Regions from separate parts of the Mus musculus genome. Here region 1 is linked to region 2. Evidence: chromatin contacts called from public Hi-C data. All regions are on one chromosome and are shown on one strand. The core of a region is the stretch at or near the end of the contact, and the rest is flanking DNA. Distances in the headings are between cores, read along the strand shown.

Region 1 (5,883 bases), core at 382-2,881, 220 kb after region 2:
GTCCTCCTCCCCTGAGGACTGAGTTGTAAACTGTGTCAGTAGATTGATGACAGGAAAAACCTTGGTCTTTGCTTTTTATTTTCTGAATATAATCTTTTTTTTCTAGATAATAACTATTCCAAATGATATTTTTAATATGATTGAAACAGACACTTTCCTGATTATATTAATAACATATATGCATTACTAAAAATTAGGAAAATTAATAAGAAAGAAGGCATTAAAGCACATAGCCCTGCTACCGAGAGACAAATGCTATTAACATTTTGATTGTTTCATATTTTAATTTGAAGTTGCTTTTTTCAAGGTTCTCTCTAAGAGCACTTTAAAATGAATATGTAAATATATTTAAAAGTTTATTATATACATATTTGTATGTGTAATTTTATGTCTTTTTGCCAAGTGAGGTTATATTGTAATTTTCCACAACATTAAGTATTCTTTGGTGCCGGGCGTGGTGGCGCACGCCTTTAATCCCAGCACTGGGGAGGCAGAGGCAGGTGGATTTCTGAGTTCGAGGCCAGCCTGGTCTACAAAGTGAGTGCCAGGACAGCCAGGGCTACACAGAGAAACCCTGTCTCAAAAAACCAAAAAACCAAAAAACAAAACAAAGTATTCTTTGGAAATGACATTTCGGTGACGTTTTAACATTTTGTCATCGGTCTGCACCATCTTTCCGTGTCAGCATCTCTATAATTGGATCTCTTAGTTATTCCCAGATTGCACTGTGTAAACAATATGGCCATAAATAGTGTGGTGTCAGTCTTGGAAGAGCTGATAGGTTCCTTGGACAGTGTCTCCAAAAGTAGACTTTCTAAGTTAAAGTGTGTGACCATTTACAGGCATCTGACGGATGTCAGGATGTCACCATCAGTGACAGTAGGCAGGGATGACCTGTTGTTCAAGTGGGGATGGCAGTGAGGACAAAAGTAACCTGAGGGTGCACTGGCTTTGTTTTAGGATTTGGGCTAAGCTATCACTTCTCACAGAGCATTTCTTTATAGCATTTATAAAATGAAGCTTTGGGGGCCCAATACCCATTAGATTACTTTTTGGAGCATTTAGATGTAATAATTTAAAACTCCTTCCCCATAAGATATAAAATAAGAAACCCGTCTGCCCCACCCCCCAGCCCTGGCCGCCACTGTGTACACAGACCCCCAGCCCTGGCTGTCACTGTGTACACAGACGCCCAGCCCTGGCTGTCACTGTGTACACAGACCCCCAGCCTGGGCTGTCACTGTGTACACAGATTTCCCCAGCCCTGGCTGTCACTGTGTACACAGACCCCCAGCCCTGGCTGTCACTGTGTACACAGACCCCCAGCCCTGGCTGTCACTGTGTAGACAGGCTGACCCTGAACCTCACTCTCCCAAGTACTTGGAGTAAGATGTGAGTGGGATTGTGATAGGCAGCCTATTTTGGTTGAATGGGGCTTGTTTCAGTGACCCAGTAGAGAACTCTACAAGGGCTGGAAAAGCAAGCCTCATTCCCAGAGACAGGTGCCTGACACTACAGAGCTCCCAACTCCATAATTCTGTGACTGTGACTATCAGTCATGCAGACAATGTCCCAAGCTTCTAGCATTCTGGCTAGACTCCACCCCCACAGTTATCTGACTATGCTCCTCCCCATAGTTACCTGGTAATAGCAAGATAGCCCAGCCCACTATAAGAGGGGCTGCTTGGCCCCCTCCTCATTCTCTTAAGCCCTCACCTTTCTTACTCTCTAGCCCTCCTTCTCTTTTTCCCTTCCCCCCTCTCTCCACGTGGCCATGGCCGGCCTCTCACTTTCTACCTCTCTCTTTCCCTCTGCCTTTCTACAAAAAAGCTCTAAAACCAAGACTGTCTCTGCTCATCATGGCCCGCCATGCGCTATGCTTGAACGATGGGATAGACTTTCTTCTAATGAGTCATGTCTGACATCTACTGGCAGAAGGCCTTCCTGCGCTGCAGCCATGGACCAGACCAAGGACACAATGTCAAACTCAGTCCTCTGGGGAAGGGATGAAGGTGAGCCAGAAGTCAGAGGCACCGGGCCCAAGAGTCTTCTTGTCAGCCCCCTTACTGGGTCCAGGAACTGTTGGGAAAGGGTTATGCATCTTGTTAATCCACTCGGCCAGCCTTTCAGGTTGAAGCTATTCCTCGTGTTCTACAGATGAATAAATTAAAGACAAGAGCACCCCCTCAACCCCTTCCCTTTCCCCCTTCCCTCCCCCACACCAGGGCTACACAGCAGGAGATGGTGCTCCAATGCAGTGCTCCTTGTTCACAGAAACTAGAGGAAAAAAGGAATTTCGGAAGTAGAGCTTACACAGTCTTTGGCTTCAAGTCCCCCCCTTCCCCCCACCCCCAGCCTTATGTCCAGTCCCAACATTGGAAACAGATTTTTGTATACAAGAGGATCCACAGTCTCTTCTCAGGAGGATCAGGTAGCTCCCCCACCCCGACCCCCCCATTGAGGGCTGTGCTGCTGTGGCAGCTCTCAGGGAAGCCACTGTCCCAGTACAACCATACACGGTGGGATTGCCAAAGCCAGCATTCCTGGGAACAGTCCAGAACAGAAACGAGAATTTGTTGTTTAAATACAAGGCAGCTCAAGCAGCAATCGTTGGGAGTAGCCAGACCCCGGGGATCATTTCAGATGAGTTGCTTGTCCCCTAATACAGGCTTGCAGCGCTTAGTAGGCATGCGTTATAAAACCGTTTTCCCCCAGTGTACAACTTGCTTCTTGTTCCCTCAACAGTGCCCTTCGAAGAGCCAATGTTCTTTATTTTTATGAAGTCCAATTTTTAATTTTTTTCTTTATATTTTGTACTTTACAAATTTTATTTGTTAAGTGTGTGTGTGTGTGTGTGTGTGTGTGTGTGTGTGTGTGCAGGCACATGCCACTTGCGTGCCACTTGTGTGTGGGTGAGGATGTTGGATCCCTGGAGCTAGAGTACACTTTGTAAGCTGCCTACACCTGGGAAGGGAACTCTGACCCAGGTACCTGTGAGCCAGTAAGTAGGAGTCCTCCACGGTCTCAGATCCTGACATTCTGCCCTGGCTACTCTCTTATGACCTGGGAGTTTGTAAGATGATACAACCCTTTCTTCCCCAAGTAGTTTTTTTAAATTATTATTATTATTATTTAGATATATTTATTTATTCTATGTAAGTATACTGTAGCTGTTGTCAGACACACCAGAAGAGGGCATCAGATCTCATTTCGGATGGTTGTGAGCCACCATGTGGTTGCTGGGATTTGAACTCAGGACCTCTGGAAGAACAGTCAGTGCTCTTAACCACAGAGCCATCTCTCCAGCCTCAGCTTGGTTCTTTTTAAAGATCTATTTTTGCTGTTGCATTGTTTGTTTTGGTAATGCATTTCTGATATTAATTGTCTCGTATTCTGTAGCTCACTGGGTTTCTGTATGGTGGTTAATTTTAATTTCCTTGTCAGGCAGTTTGTACATTTCCATTTCTCATTGGATGGTGTTATAGGCTCCAATGTATCACGACCCTTGGCTTTGCGCTGATGTCTGCGATTCCATGATAAATCCAAGTTTTGTGTGTGCATTCGGGGGACTTGAACTTAGTTTCCCACGGTTGTGCAGCAAGAGCTCTACCCACTAAGTGTTCTGCCCACCCCAATCACTCCAATCTTTTAGGGACATTAGGACCTTATTTAAGATATTGTTATACTACCCCTTCCTGCAACCATAGTATCCAGTGAGATAAACATACATATATAGCCTGGACTTTTATTTTATTTGTTTTTTTGTTTTTTTCTGTAGTAGGGATTGACCCCTGGGCCTTTCTCATGCTACGTAAGCTGTCCCCCAGCAAGGCGGTCCTCCTCTGCCTATGTGCCTGGGATGAAGGCTTGTAGATAATTTACTTGAAAATGTGGCTCTTTGGTAGGAATGAGGGATCAGCCAGAGGAAAACAGAGAGAGAAACTCAGCTCAACCTAGATGTGTTGATGTGTTGGTGGCTCGGCCACGGATGCGGCTTGACCCTGTGGAACTTTCCACAGCTCCACATGAAGATTCGGGGAATGTCTATCATGAGGAAAGGAGAAGCAGGACATAGGTCTTTATCAGCGCTCATACACCGCTGGTCAGGAGTGACCCCCCGGGTTATTCTATATTGTTGATATGTTCCTGTTCGACCTCTATGCTATGTTGCCGCCTGACGTGATTTCCAGAAAGCCACAAAGCTGCAAGCGTGAGATTGAAGCACTGGCTAGGGTAAGCCATTGCCAGGGTTGTTTGTGCTGAAGCTGACTGAAGCCTGCACAAAATAGGAGGGCTTCTTAGTGGCCGGAGGAAGGGTGACACTGAAGGGATTGGAGTGACCAGTTCCCTCGTTCATTTTACTGAACTGCCATGAAGAGCAGACAGGGCTCCTATCTTCCTCCTATTCCCAGTTGACTGTGAGGGCACAGCTAGAAACCTTAATTTTGACCTCTGCCAGTCTTGGGTCTGAACCTGGGCTCTGTGCATGGTGAGTTTGGTTTCTTGGGAAACCCACTTAACCTCATTGAGCTTTAGTTTTCTTGTCTGAAAATTAAGATGGTACATCCACGTTAATGAGTTCTGAGAAACAGCTGAGACCCCAGCCCACAGGCACCTGGTAGGGACTAAAGAAATGGCAGTTGGTTACATCATGTGACGCCTATGGCATCACAACTGGAGCCACAGGGAGGCATCACCTGGAAGGGGAGTGGTGCACAAGGGGTTAAGTCCTAGAACGTGAGGAAGAGCCAGGCAAGGGTCCTGCAGGACTGTGTGGGAGGAGGCTGGGCATCTGCTTTTTAAGCCAAGGTTCAAGCCTTGGGATGGAACAGCCGGAGTCTGACGAGCAGTCAGGAATTCTGTTTAAGGAGCCAATGCCTCCAAAGGCGCTGGAGATTGTGGAAGAGTTAACAAGCAAATATGGTCAGAGGTGCTTCCAGACTGTCCCAAACCCATTCCCAGGCCCTGGATAATCTCCAGCCATGTACCAGGCTCCCCTGAGCTTACTGTGTCTCTTGTAGAGGACTCATGGCTCACGGCTCAGTGTATGGGAGGCCTGAGGCTATACCTGAGGGTACTGCCGCCTTCCGTTGGTCTAGGGATGAGAAATTAGAGACTTGTTTGGGTCTAAGTTCATGGTGTCCCTGGAGTAGAGTGGCTGGGATGTAACCCCAGACCGCAGCGGATCAGGCCCTCTTGGCACTTCTGAGGTGGTCACTTCCCTGTCATTAACAGTCTGTCCCTGGAGATTTAGACCAAACTCCATGACAGTGCAAGTAGCTCACTGAGCCAGGATGACACCATACACTCAAACCCAACTCAGAGGTCCTCTGTTCAATTTACTTGGGAAGAAGCCAAACTTCATTATAACCAGCTTGATGCCATTACAAGAGGTAATGATGCAGCCAGCTTTGCTTCCACCAACTTCCATTTTAATCTGTTTAAAATCAACACTTTTTACGTCGTTTGAAGAATTTCTCAGATTTTTTTTTTTTTAGATTTTCAAGAAAATATGATTAAAGTCAACACATTGATTGGATTGATGTTTTCGATGGAAGCCAATCTATCTAAGCAAATTTAAATTAGACGTGCAGTGTTACATGTCTTTGTGTATGTGTAACAGTCGATTGGTAAGCATACCTTGAGTCTTTCTTCCCTATAGTGGGGAAAGAAATTCCAGTTGAGTGGAGTTTTCCAATTTGAAACTCGCTAGCGGGAAGTGTGAGGGACTCCTTCAGAAACCCAAGGTGACAATGAAAGTCAAGACTGCACACGCTCATGTGTTTCCTAGGAAAAATGAACCTTCAGTTTAAAGAGATTTGGGTAGTGCTGCAATTTCTTCAGATATAATACGTAGAAGTGGGAAAGACAGTTTTCCTGAGG
Region 2 (6,285 bases), core at 680-3,179:
TACTACTCTGGTTTGGTCATATACTTGTCCTTCAGGAACTAAAGGAAGATACGACTTTTCAAATCACTGGAGTAAATATGCTGAGTATGGTCCTCATTTCTGTTAAACCAATTAACCTTAAACTCATACGTGCATAAATACTTGGAATGTGTTTTGTTTGCTTGATTTAATTGTGTGTGTTACAAAATTTTAAAGTGGTGCGTGGCTTCAATTTAACTCAAAGTTAGTGCTTGCGGTTATGTGTAACTGAGCAGTCCAGCATACCACATAAGGAACAAGAGCCACTTAGCAAAACTGCATTCTAAAATAGTTAAAAGAGTATCATAAGCTCTTGAGTCATGTAAGCCTTTTAAACTTTGTTTACAAAGTCTGAGCAAGCAACAGTCACAGTGCTGTGAAGAGAACACAGGCTACAGAAAGTTTTCTGATTCCTAACAGTTTACTCCCTTGGTCAGCATAGATTTGCTATTGGTATACATTTATAAATCACAGTTTTTTAGCTCTTTGATAGTAAGATTCCTTGGGTCTTTTTTTATAACCAGGAAATAATGTTACATTTTAACAATTATTAAATGTTTGTAGAGATCCTGCTCATTGGCAAAGATGAGCTCTGTGCCTGTGATGATCAATAATCAATAACAAAGAACAGCATACATGGAGGAAAAGAAAACTCTGTCGTGGTCAATACTCATGGGGTTCACTGTAAAAGTAACCCCACAATTGACATTTCCCAGGACTTGGTCCATGCAAATACAACCCTGACAACCACATGTCAAACCCAACACATTCAAATCTGAGTTTGACTCTTCCAATTACTCTGGTTTTAGGGAACACTTGGTCTCCTAGAACTCTCATTAACATTCTGTGGACTACTTAGAGGTCACATAACACCTGCCTGCTCTCTACTTTATAAGAACTAAGACAGAAAGAACAAGAGGACACCCTCCCCCTTCTTATGGGGGCTGTTGTGAGTACATTGATAAATACGTACAAAATGGTAAATGTTCCTATTTCGTTCAACATTTTGAAAGATGTCAACCAAGCACAAAATATTTTTTTAGTGTGTGAATTAAAATGCCTTTTACCGATAGCCTCAAGATGTTTCCTTATGAGATACTGTGTCAAGAACTGGTTTATGTATTATCGGTCTTTCCGGAACGCACAGATATCACATTTCATAATAGCTTGGTATGATGATTGCTGTCAAAGTCGCCATAGAAACATCCCTTTCCTAGAGTGACATACTGTATTTGCGTGACAGAAGACTAAAAATAAATAAATAAAACAACACAACAAAATCCGGGCACCTGGGGAGAGGACCGGTTTGGGGCACACTGGCCGACTGAGGGACACGCCAAACGAACTAAGAGACTCTTCCTTCTTGCGGAGTGTTCCCCTGGGCGGGGCTGGGGGCTGGGGACAGCAACTTTGCCCAATCCCAGCCCCACCCGCCAGTCGGCCTTGGGTCCGTCTGTCTGCTCTACTGTCCACACATGTGAGCTGGGGTGGCCCGGTGGCGACCCCGCGGTGGGCCCGGACAAGGGCCGCATATCCCGGGGTGACTCGGGCCAAGCACACGAGACTCGGGGGCCGTGGCTCCGGCCGGGCCGAGCCGGGTGAGTCACGAGGCGGCTGAGGGACGGCGTCCCCCGAAGCTGCGCTCGCTCCGCACCGCTTTCCCGCTCGCGACGCCCTGCTCCCCCGACCGCACACGGGGCTGAGGAACGCAAGCCCCGCGCGCGAGCACCCGCCCCAAGCAGGGCCCCGGGGGCCACGCTCACCTCCGAGGCCCGGCGCCGCCGCCTGCAGCGGGAGACAGCGGCCGGGGAACCGAGCGCCGGGTGGGCTGCGCGTGGACCTCACCGGGTAGCCGAGCAGCCTGCGCCACCTCCTCGGAAGGGAGGCCTCTACTGTCCGGCCGCGGAGCTGCAGCGCGTGCGCCGTCGCTGCCAGGCCCCGCCCTCATGGTGGCCCCGCCCTCGGGACGACCACGCCCCCTACGATGGTCACGCCCCAGGACCGGCCCCTGGCTGCTCAAGCTCCACCCACCGGCCGCCTCTATGAGGGTCCCTCTCCCTCCCCACCTCCCAGCCCGCCGGGTGTAATCGTCCCTCTTCCGGAGATGAACGCGAAGCGACGTGGAAACCTTTCCACCAAAATGAGCTGTGATATCCTTTTGATGGCTATAATTTATTCCAAATCGTCCCTGGACTGAAACGATCAATTAGCAGCCTGAAACGCACTGTGAAGTAAATTGTCACACTCTCTATTACAGGATGGTTATCATATATTTATAAGGTGTGTTTTCTGCAATCAGAACCAACAAGGTGTTGAGCGATCAGTCATAAACGCACTTCTTCAAAAAAAAGAGAGGGAGAGAAGCTTCAGTATTGTATGGCAGGGGAGAAAAATCCTTATGACAGTTATCCCTAGTGATGCTTCCTCTGGAAACTGGAAAGAGCAGTGAGGGCTCTGCACTGACTTCTCTCAGACACTCACAGCCCCGGAGCAGTGGGGGCTGTGAACTAGCAGGAGAATGGTAGTCCTCAGAGGAGAGGTTTCTGTACTGTGTAAGCACAGACTGGGCATAAGGATCACTCTTCACATTCCCTCCCATGCCCTAGAATCTTTCCAAGCAACAGAATGGCTGCATTGCACCCACAGTGTCCCTTCTTCCTCACGCCTCAAGGTCTTGTCCCCTTGTCCTGCAGGGGTGCTGTCTGGGCCATGTCAAGTACCCACTATGGGGAGCGCTGTTTTCTGAATTGGAACCTACCAGAACTTCATCATCACTCGTAAACAGCCATGGCAAACAGAAAATCTTAAGATACTGGTCCAGCCTGGACCAAACTATGGAGACATTGTTGTTTCATCTTCGTTTTGAATTGTCAGAACTATATGGATCCACAAATTCAGAATTTCCCTTAACAAACTTTCCAGCAGTCATCCAGGAACCAACTATAACCATTTTGCAAGGGTCCTTCCTTTGCATCCAACTAATGTTCTTTTTGCTTGAAAGGCAACCCTAGAGACACTTAGATTTCTTACAAATCCTGGGTTTCTTTTCTCAATGCACCGATTTAAAATGTTGAGAAGACTTAGGTACCCAGAAGTCTACCTCTGTGGTAACAATGCGATAGTGTGCAGAGTAAGTCAGGGCCTGTAAGGGGGGGAGGCAGAATGCCTGCCTGCCACCTTCACTGCATCAGATGAAGACTTCCTAGGAAGGAAAGCCAACTGGGTATTTGGATTGCAAGGTACCTGGAGCTGTTAGACTACTCTCAGCATAAAAGTCCTCGCTCAGAAAACACTGTGACTAGGGGCTCTGTTTCATTTGAAGGTTGGCACAGCGAGAAGCCAGCCCACTACCTTTCCCCTGTGCCATTCACTGTTACTAACTTCATATGTATTGACTCCTTAACTTAGTCCCTGCCAGGCACAGTGCTGTAAATTATTTTATTTAATCCCATAAACAGTCTTAACAGAAGAGATTCTTTGTCTTGCCAGTGACAAATCTGAGGCAGACACTAAGTAATTTATCAAGGGTCATGAAACTCTTAAGTGATACCCAACAAACCAAGACAAATACTTAGAGAAACTAGGGAGAAAAATGTTTCTTAAGCCTGAGAGGGTTAGAAAATGTTTCTTTTTTGTTCTAAGCCCCAGAGGGAGGGTTCCATGGGTTCCATTGCTGTTGGCCGGAAGCCAGGCTGGAACATCACTGCACAGGAGAGCAGCTTAGCTCATGGTGGTCAGGAAAAGATGGTGGGGTGCTTTTCAAAGGCATGCCTGATGACATCCTTCCTCCAGCTCCGTCCCACATCCTAATACTCCATTCAGTTATGAGTGATACAGTCCCTACCACCTGTTACCATGACTGCAGAGCAAGCCTTTGAAACAATCCAAACCCTGGCAGGCTTGAATGTTCATACTCCTTACCCCCCAATAATATAATATCCTAGAAATGTAAAATGGTAATGGTGAGTGATTGGTCTTTTTTTTTTTCTTTTTCTTGAGTTAAGGACCTCCAACGTATGTGATCCTCCCGCCTCTTCTCTTTCAGTGCTGAGATTATAGGCAAAAATTTTAAATTTAGATTTATTATTATTATTATTTTGCCAAACTATTTTAGTGGGATAATGATAAAAGGGGGAAAGTGAATTCTGCATGAAGTGTAAATAAAGAAAGCAAGCCGGGCACCAGAGCTCACTCGGTCCCGGTCCCCGCAAGCTGGGAGGTTGAGGCAGGAGAAACCAGTTAGTAGCCAATCTGGACAACAAAGTGAATTCCAGGCCAGCCTGGGATGACATATTTTCTGTGTTGGGGTGGGGGCCAAGAATGAACAAACAACTAAACAGCTACTTGCAAAAGAAAGCTTCAGTGGAAAAGTCTGGGATATTTCCTGGGAATGTCTCCTCTCCTTTCTTTCCCAGTTCTAGGATTTCTTCTTCAGAGTTATCACCTGCTATACGCCCACAGCACCTTAGCCAAGGTCAGTAACAGCTACTATGCTGGGGAGAGGAAGAGCCTATAGGACGCAAAGCAGAGCATTCTGGGCAGGAGCCACAGTGGAAGGCAGCATGGGCCAGAGGCCCTTGTCCCAGATACCCAGCTCTGAGAATGAGACTCGGCTTCCTGATGAGCACTAAATTACCACCATTGCTAAACTCTCCCTTAATAGACTTGTAAAGATCTGCTCAGTACCTTCCCCCTTCATGTAGAATTTGTAATCAAGAGCCCAATTTTGTCATTTGGAAATACTAATTATCTAATCACGGCATGCCGCATAACGTACTTGTCTGCCCAATTAGCTAGGACAATTATTAAAATTCAGAGGCCTAATTATGTCTCAATTTAATGCTGGCAAACTTGCATACAGAGCAGTAATTAAAATCCTCTCCTTCCCCCTGCCTTTAGGGCACAGGATGATTAGGCCCTGTCAGGGGGTGTACTGAACCAAACCGGCGAAGCGTACTGTGCAGCATGACCCTGCATTGTTAAGTGTGTCAACATATTAACCTGAATTCCCTTCAGCCCCCACATAATCACATTTGGTGCAGGAATAAAGGAGCTAAAACATGAAGCATTTTATTAAAAAAACATAAATTCTTTTTAATTAATGCTATGAGGGTTCTGGTGAATTCCAAGCTTCGAAAGCGCTGGAAGACATGACTGGCTCAACTAATTACTAGCAAATTTGCTCTCGTTATAACTCCTTTAAAAAAAAGAGAGAGAGAGAAAGAAAAACCTCATAATATGATTTTGGGGTGTTAGAATATATTGGGGGGCCAAGCTCTTCTTCTTCCAGTTATATAGTTAGTTGAACACTAGCTTTGCTGAGAGAACGAACACAAGTGAGTGTCAGCTCCCAAATGGTTCAACCTAAGACTGCATCGAGGGGCTCTATACTTTAATGCTTGAAAGACGTTAATAAGAGTGGAAAATTAAAAATCATAATATTGAAACAAATTCAAAATGTTTATCTTTGGAGCTCCTAAAGTTTGATGTATGAAAGCCAGCCAGTGTGAGGAGACCTTCACACTGGAAAAGCCCACAATGCTTTGGAAGCATCTCAGCGTGTTGAATCCTGGGCAGCATGTCCCCTCCTTTGCCTTTTAAATCCTCTCCTCTGTGAATTAAGGAGAGGTACAAATTCTACAGAGACTTCTGAGCTGTATTCTGAATTCTGGGTTTCATTCGCTGTGATTTTTTTTTTGAGCTCATTTATATATTAAATCATTGGTCTGTGGGTCTCAACCCTTTTGAGGTCACATAAATACACCACATTTATCAGATGTTTATACTATGATTCATAACAGTAGAAAAATTACAGTTATGAAGTAGCAATAAGATGATTTTATGGTTGGGGGTCACCACAACCTGAGGACCCTTTAATAAAGGGTCGCTGCTAGGAATGTTGAGAACCACTGTATTAAATGCACAAAGGACAATGTGCAATCTAGCCTCTAAATAGCTTATTTATAACAATGTTTGTTACATTTGCTTCCAAACCTTTCATCACAAGATAGAGAGCAACACACACACACACAGACACATGCATGCATGCATACATACATACATACATACATACATACATACATACATACACACACAGGCACATACAAACACATACATACAGACACACATACTGTAGTGGTTTGAATGTGCCTGGTCCAGGGAGTGGCACTATTAGGAGGTATGGCCTTGTTAGAGTAGGTGTGTCACTGGGCCTGGGCTTTAAGATCCAAGTCCTAGCTGACTGGAAGCCAGTATTCTGTTCGCAGC

The links. A called contact is a pair of places that touch in the nucleus more often than the background predicts.
Region 1: a Hi-C map of differentiating embryonic stem cells shows a contact between it and region 2, with 3 times the contacts expected there. The contact joins two enhancer-like sites. A contact is called at or near these places in 16 of 484 Hi-C or Micro-C datasets (cerebellum, cortical neurons, differentiating embryonic stem cells and 7 more), 3 of 115 datasets of contacts at active chromatin or transcription factors (embryonic midbrain, embryonic stem cells and large pre-B cells) and 2 of 9 other capture datasets (embryonic stem cells and embryonic tail).

Annotation. Positions count from the first base shown.
Region 1 is chr5:106,789,455-106,795,337 of GRCm38.p6, forward strand. No RefSeq gene overlaps it. Among named protein-coding and RNA genes, the nearest start is that of Gm33327, 10 kb to the right of the region's middle. Within about 2 kb of position 1,632, at least 7 of the 459 cell types and tissues checked have an H3K27ac peak or open chromatin away from gene starts, as enhancers often do. A contact at or near this core is called in differentiating embryonic stem cells, where this site is marked.
Region 2 is chr5:106,572,807-106,579,091 of GRCm38.p6, forward strand. It overlaps Gm8350. Among named protein-coding and RNA genes, the nearest start is that of Gm42145, 32 kb to the right of the region's middle. Within about 2 kb of position 1,930, at least 118 of the 459 cell types and tissues checked have an H3K27ac peak or open chromatin away from gene starts, as enhancers often do. A contact at or near this core is called in differentiating embryonic stem cells, where this site is marked.